Regions from separate parts of the Mus musculus genome. Here region 1 is linked to region 2. Evidence: chromatin contacts called from public Hi-C data. All regions are on one chromosome and are shown on one strand. Each heading gives the region's core, a stretch centred on a gene start, on an enhancer-like site or on the middle of the called end of the contact. The rest is flanking DNA. Distances are from core to core; before and after follow the strand shown. Region 1 has its middle 58 kb from the start of Gm30524. Region 2 overlaps Gm30215 (a long non-coding RNA gene).

Region 1 (2,940 bases), core at 221-2,720, 130 kb before region 2:
GAAACTCTGTAACTGACCTTGTCTTGAGTCCACAAAATTGGCGTTCTGCCTGTTGCAATGGAAATCCCCTGGAGTCTACGAGGGTGACATTAGTGAAGACTCCTAGTAATAGGGGATTCGGAGCCTGAACTGGCTATCCTCTGTAACCAAGCAAGGCCTCAAGTGGAAGGACTGGAACACCAACACAGTCACAAAACCTCCAACCTAAAGTGTATCATGCCTGCAGGATGTGCGGGGAAAGGAGTCTAGCATAGTCGTCATCAGAGAGACTTCATCTAGCAATTGATGGGAGCATCGCAGAGTCCCACAGGCAAATATCAGGTGGAACTGTGGGAGACCTGTGAAAGAGGGAGAGTTGGAGGAGTCAGAAAGGTCAAGGACACCACAAGAACATGGCCCCCAGAAGCAACTGACCAGGACTCGAGCTGGCTCATAGAGATCAGGGAAGCTGTATGAATCTAACCTAGGTCCTCTACATATATGTTATGGTTGTTTAGCCAGTGCTCTTGTGAGATTCCTAACAGTGGAAGCGAGGGCTGTTGCTCACCCTTACACCCTACCTTTGGGACCCTTTTTCTTTGATTGGGTTGCCTCATCCAGCCTTGATGTGATGGTATGTGCCTAGCCTTATTGTAGCTTGTTACGTGGTATGATCCTAAAAGACATGCTCTTTTCTGAGGAGAAGTGAAGAGGGTGAATCCAGGAGGAAGGGGAGGTTGAGGAGGAGGGCGTGAGACTCGTAGAGGGGGTGGGAGAGGAACTATAGTTGGGATGTAATATATGAGAGGACCTGTGTTAGGCTAACTATACACCCAGAAGTCTTCAACCTGACAGGAACATAGAAATCTCCACTATTAGTCAAACTTTGGGGGAAATAGGTTGATATATGAAGCCAAGATGCAACTGGGGCAGTAGCGTAGAACACTTAGAGAAAGTGTGTGCTTTAAAATCCAGAATCACCCCAAAGCTTCCTGGGACAACATTTGCCAGGAAACATGGGTAGCCTGGGAAACAGAAAGAGGGAAAATTCAAGTTTCTGCCAACCACATGGAAGGCTTGTTTCAGCATTACCAATAGCTCCTCCCATCCCCTCACCACCAAGGTGTGTGCTGGCATTTTGCATAAGGAAACAGGACAAAGAGCAAGAAAAAAAAAAAAAAAGAACAAATAGTTTCCAAAACTTTTTCTGCCCTTTCAGCCTTGGTACAGAAGAAATCAGGCTGCAGTGATGAGCGAGGAAAGTTGGCCTCCATCCTAAACCTGCCACTACCGAACTGCACACACCACTTAATTTCTCTCATTCGGCATTTCTTCATCTATAAATGGAAGAGGAGGAGGCCATGACATACATAAGCCCAGGGACTCCTTGCTCCCGGTCGGGCTGAGTTATGGCACCTCCTACTGTGTCCTACTGGGGTCGATTATTTCTCCGTCAGAGGATAAATGTTTCCCCCTGCAGTTCCTTGTTGTTTATTTGCATGTCTGCCGTAGCAACATTCAAACATACCAGGTTTGCAGCCCCGCCTGGCTGTCTTCCCCAGTGTCCTCTTGCTGGCATGCTTTCCCAAGAAGCAGACTTGGAATAACAACAGGCAAACTCATGGGAATTCCTCCAGGCTTCCTAAGACAGCCATCAACATAGGGATTCAGAAGCAGCCCGGGCACATAGTTTTGCAAGGAGTAACAGTTTCCTCCGTGGCTTCTGCATTAAAATTCAATTGGGTTATCCTTAGGCACATTTGTTAGATTCGTACTGAAACTTTACCCTCAAATTTATAAGCATTATTTCTGAAGGTCAATCTGTACAATTAACTAAACCTGCCCCATTAATAAATGCCCAGGGGGTGGAGAGAGGGCTCGGTGGTTAAAAGCACTGACTGCTCTTCGAGAGGACCTGGGTTCAAGTTCTAGCATCCACATGGCAACTCACAGCTGTCTGTAACTCCAGTTCCAGGGAAGCTGACACCCCACCCCCTTACTGGCTTCTGAGGGCACCAGGCATCTACATGGTGCACAGGACCATAGATGTACAATAGTACACAGACATGTATGCAAGCAAAATAACCATATACATAAAATAAGAACTTAAACTGCAAAGATTTTAGTTGTGAGTTCTTCTGTTGTTGTATATATATTTTTAGTAATTATTTTATTTATTTGCATTTCAAATGTTGTACCCCTTCCCAGTCCCTCCTCCATGAGACCCCTAACCCCATGCCCCCTTCCCTTTGCCTATAAGAGGGTGCTTACCCACTCCCTCCTCACTCCTCTAGCATTCCCCTTCTCTGGAGCATCAAACTTCCACAGGGCCAAGCACATCCCCTCCCACTGGGGCTAGATAAGGCAGTCATATGTAGCACGAGCCACAGATAGAGAAAATGTGATACATTTACACAATGGAATATTACTCATCTATAAAAATGAAGACATCACAAATTTTGCAGACAAGTGGGTGGAACTAGAAAATAACATCCTGAGTGAGGATGTTATTTCCAGACCCAAAGGGACATACATGGTATGCACTCACTGGTAAGTGGATATTAGCCAAAAAGCTCCACATACCCACAATACAACTCACAGACCATATGAAGCTTAACAAGAAGGAAGGCCAGAGTGTGATATATTTTAAAGTAATGGCCCAAGGGAAGTGACTTTTTCTTGGTTGTACTGAAGTCTGCAATAGGGTAATTGCATCAAGGGGGTTAGGGTATAAATCTGCGACAATAACATCCAGTGACTGAGGATGCCACACTGAAGACTTGTGATCATAAAATTCCTACCTCATTCTGTCAAGTCCTGTGCTATCAAAACAACACAGTGACTCAACAAATACAGGAGACAGTGGGGGTCTGCGTGGCTCCACTCTGAAAGGAGAAAACCTTGGAACGGGATCTGGATTCTAGGTCCATCTTATTACACAGAGCGCAAGCACGGGGTCTA
Region 2 (2,870 bases), core at 18-2,517:
CAAAACATTACTCTAAAGATGTATTTGTTCTTCACACTACTGTTGCAGGAAATATTTTAAAATGCACCATCCCACACTATACCCAGCTACTCTGCCCATGTCTCTCCACCTCTAGCCTAGCCATGATGCAGTCTTCCCAGCTCTGGTTTATCTGCCTCAGAGCTGCCTGTACCTTCTCAGCCATCCACCCCCTGCGGCTAGTTGTCACAAATCCCCTTAGCCCAGTAAATCAAAACTCTAGAAGCTTAGAATTAGTCAGTCAGATTTATATATCAGTAAATTCTCAATTCACAAGATGCCCACACAGCAATTTCAGAGCCAACTGATAATGATACAAGCTGCCCACCTAGATTAGACAAGTTATCCCAATTATTCTATCCTTTTATGATATATTCATGGCTACCTGTGGCTATTTAACGCCACACTGAATCTAGAGCATCTTCCTCTTCCTCCGTTTTCCTTCCTTCTCTCTCCTCCTTGTCCTCTCTCTCTCTCCTCTCCTCCTTCTCCACCAAACTTTTCAGCTCCACCTTCCCTTCCACTGCCCAGTCACCGGCCCTAGCCTTTATTTTACCAGGTGGGGAGCAGGTTTACAAGAAGTCACTGGTGATACAACCATCATCCGCAGCCCCTCCTGGGGAAGCAGAATTAGCATCAAAATACAAACAGCACCAGGACTATCCACAACACACCACAACAGTGAAGGTGTCAAAAGCCAAAGGTATTTTCTCTAAGTGTTCCTTAAGAAGCTAAGGACAATGGAGATGATTCACTGTGTAAAATACTTGTTGGGCCAACATGATGGCCTGAGCTTGGGTCTCCAGCACCTACAAAAGTCTTGGTATGGCAGAGTAGACATGTAATTCAAGCAGTGGGGAGGCAGAGACAGGCAAATGCATGGAGCTCATTGGCCAAACAGCCTAGTTAAAGAGAGCTCTAGTTTTGGAAGAAACCCTGCCTCTGATAATAAAGTAGACAGCAACTGAGAAAGACACTCCACTGACATCACTGACCCAGTCTTCGTCTGCGCATACACACAGGCAGATGCTGGCAGATGTGGGGCGTTTGTATTCTAAACATAGTGTCAATTATCAAATTTCCTTAGTTTAACAGTTGCAACCTGAGCGGCAACTCCACCAACAGGGATCAGTTGGTGAATTTAAAAACAAAGAAAAAGAAAGAACTTGGATGAAAAGTCCAACCCCAGATTCAAGCATAATTCTCCGCCCTAATCGGACTCCAACCAGCAGAGTTAAGTCCAGCCGAAACCATTTCCTGTGAGACTTCACAGGAGTCCTGTGACATCACCATTTCAGCCACCAGGAACACTTTGAGTTTCCTACTCCCCCGAAAAAACTCCTTCATACAAAACTCCCTTTTAAGGGCAATCTCCCTGTCTCTGGATTTGCCCAGAAAACGTATCACAAAAAAGCAGATTTTTTTTTTTAATTTACTTTCTTAGTCAATTAAATCTGAGGCAATTCCAGGACAACTCACTCCACTGGCAGAATGTTGCTCAGCATGATCCTACGGAGGTGTGGGAGACAAGTGGAATAATCTTATACAATCTTGTTTCTTTTTCCTATACTTTATTTATTAGCAGTTTACGTTTGCATGTGTAAAGGTGTCTATATCCCACACTCCACATCTGGAGGTCAGAGGACAGACTTACAGAGCCGGTCTGTCCTTCCTTCCACCTTGGGTTCTGGGGATGAACTCGGGTTGTTAGACCTATGCAGCTTGTGTTGTGACCACTGAGCAATCTCTTATGGTCCTCTGTTGTGGTTTCTTGGAAGGGGGTCTCACTCTACAGTCCTGGCTCACCAAGGACTCAGTCTGTAGCCCACAGTGTCTTTGAACTCACAGCCATCCTCCTGCCTCACACTCTCAAGTGCTGGGATTATAGATAGGCACATCACACCCAGATGTAATATCACTGCTATTTATGCAAAAGGTCACATAAAGTCCAGTTTGTAGAGAGTGTGTACCTAGAGAAACATAACTGCTCCAGAGAGATGAGTTTCAGTATTGCCAAGAAGCCAGGAAACAGCAGCACCATCCTTGGAGAGCTTGCTGACTCTTTGCCTAGTAAGACAATGAAAATATTATGACAGCTTGCTGAGTCTTGGCCTCAAAGGTATTATTTTCTCAGGAGATAATTCTGCAGAATTATATGGAAAAGTCAACCATTGAAATCGTAAGTCAGATAGCTGATGTGTTCTAAGTGAGCTCAGACATCAGCAGAGGCAAAGAATGTGTAGAAGAAAGCAGAGCTCTCCCCGGTCTTCTGCTCAAAGATGACATTGACCGTTGTTGCTTATGTGCGAATGTGAATACAAACAAGTAAGTTATACAGTAGGTTAGCCACTTTGTGTGCCAAAATACTAACAGCAAGGCTGTGACGCTGTCCCACAGCCACCAGAGTGCAGAGAACCACCAATCACGAGTTTCCACCAAGTTACTCACAACAATCAATGTGGAGGGCAAGAGGCCCTGTAAGCAAGCCACTCTGTCCTGGAGACACCACAAGTCATCTATGGTAAAAGGCACTCAGACCTAGGGCTAGTTCAGATTTGTGTTGTATCTCAGGTTAAAATACTGCCCACATATATCACTTCCTATTTTTTCAGGGCACTCTGGGCACACAGGCAGTTCTAAACTTGAGGTCATTCACTTGTTGTTCTACAGATAGGAAATAGCTCCTAGGTTCTCCATTAAAAAACTTTTTATACTGAGTCTAAAAACCCACAATACCCTCTTGAACAGATATTAGCAAATGTGGTGCTATGAACAATGGGGACCAAGATGCTGAGGTCTGCTAGAAGTACCACATAGCTCACACGGCTGGCATGGCCTGCCAGAGCAAGTGA

Evidence for each region. Hi-C and Micro-C count contacts between places; a contact is called where the count stands out from the background.
Region 1: a Hi-C map of uterus shows a contact between it and region 2, with 2.4 times the contacts expected there. The contact joins two enhancer-like sites. A contact is called at or near these places in 3 of 484 Hi-C or Micro-C datasets (cerebral cortex, embryonic stem cells and uterus) and 1 of 9 other capture datasets (embryonic stem cells).

Annotation. Positions count from the first base shown.
Region 1 is chr6:140,895,896-140,898,835 of GRCm38.p6, reverse strand. No RefSeq gene overlaps it. Among named protein-coding and RNA genes, the nearest start is that of Gm30524, 58 kb to the left of the region's middle. Within about 2 kb of position 1,470, at least 12 of the 459 cell types and tissues checked have an H3K27ac peak or open chromatin away from gene starts, as enhancers often do. A contact at or near this core is called in uterus, where this site is marked.
Region 2 is chr6:140,763,493-140,766,362 of GRCm38.p6, reverse strand. The region is part of intron 4 of Gm30215 (a long non-coding RNA gene); the gene reads right to left. Among named protein-coding and RNA genes, the nearest start is that of Gm30215, 85 kb to the right of the region's middle. Within about 2 kb of position 1,267, at least 9 of the 459 cell types and tissues checked have an H3K27ac peak or open chromatin away from gene starts, as enhancers often do. A contact at or near this core is called in uterus, where this site is marked.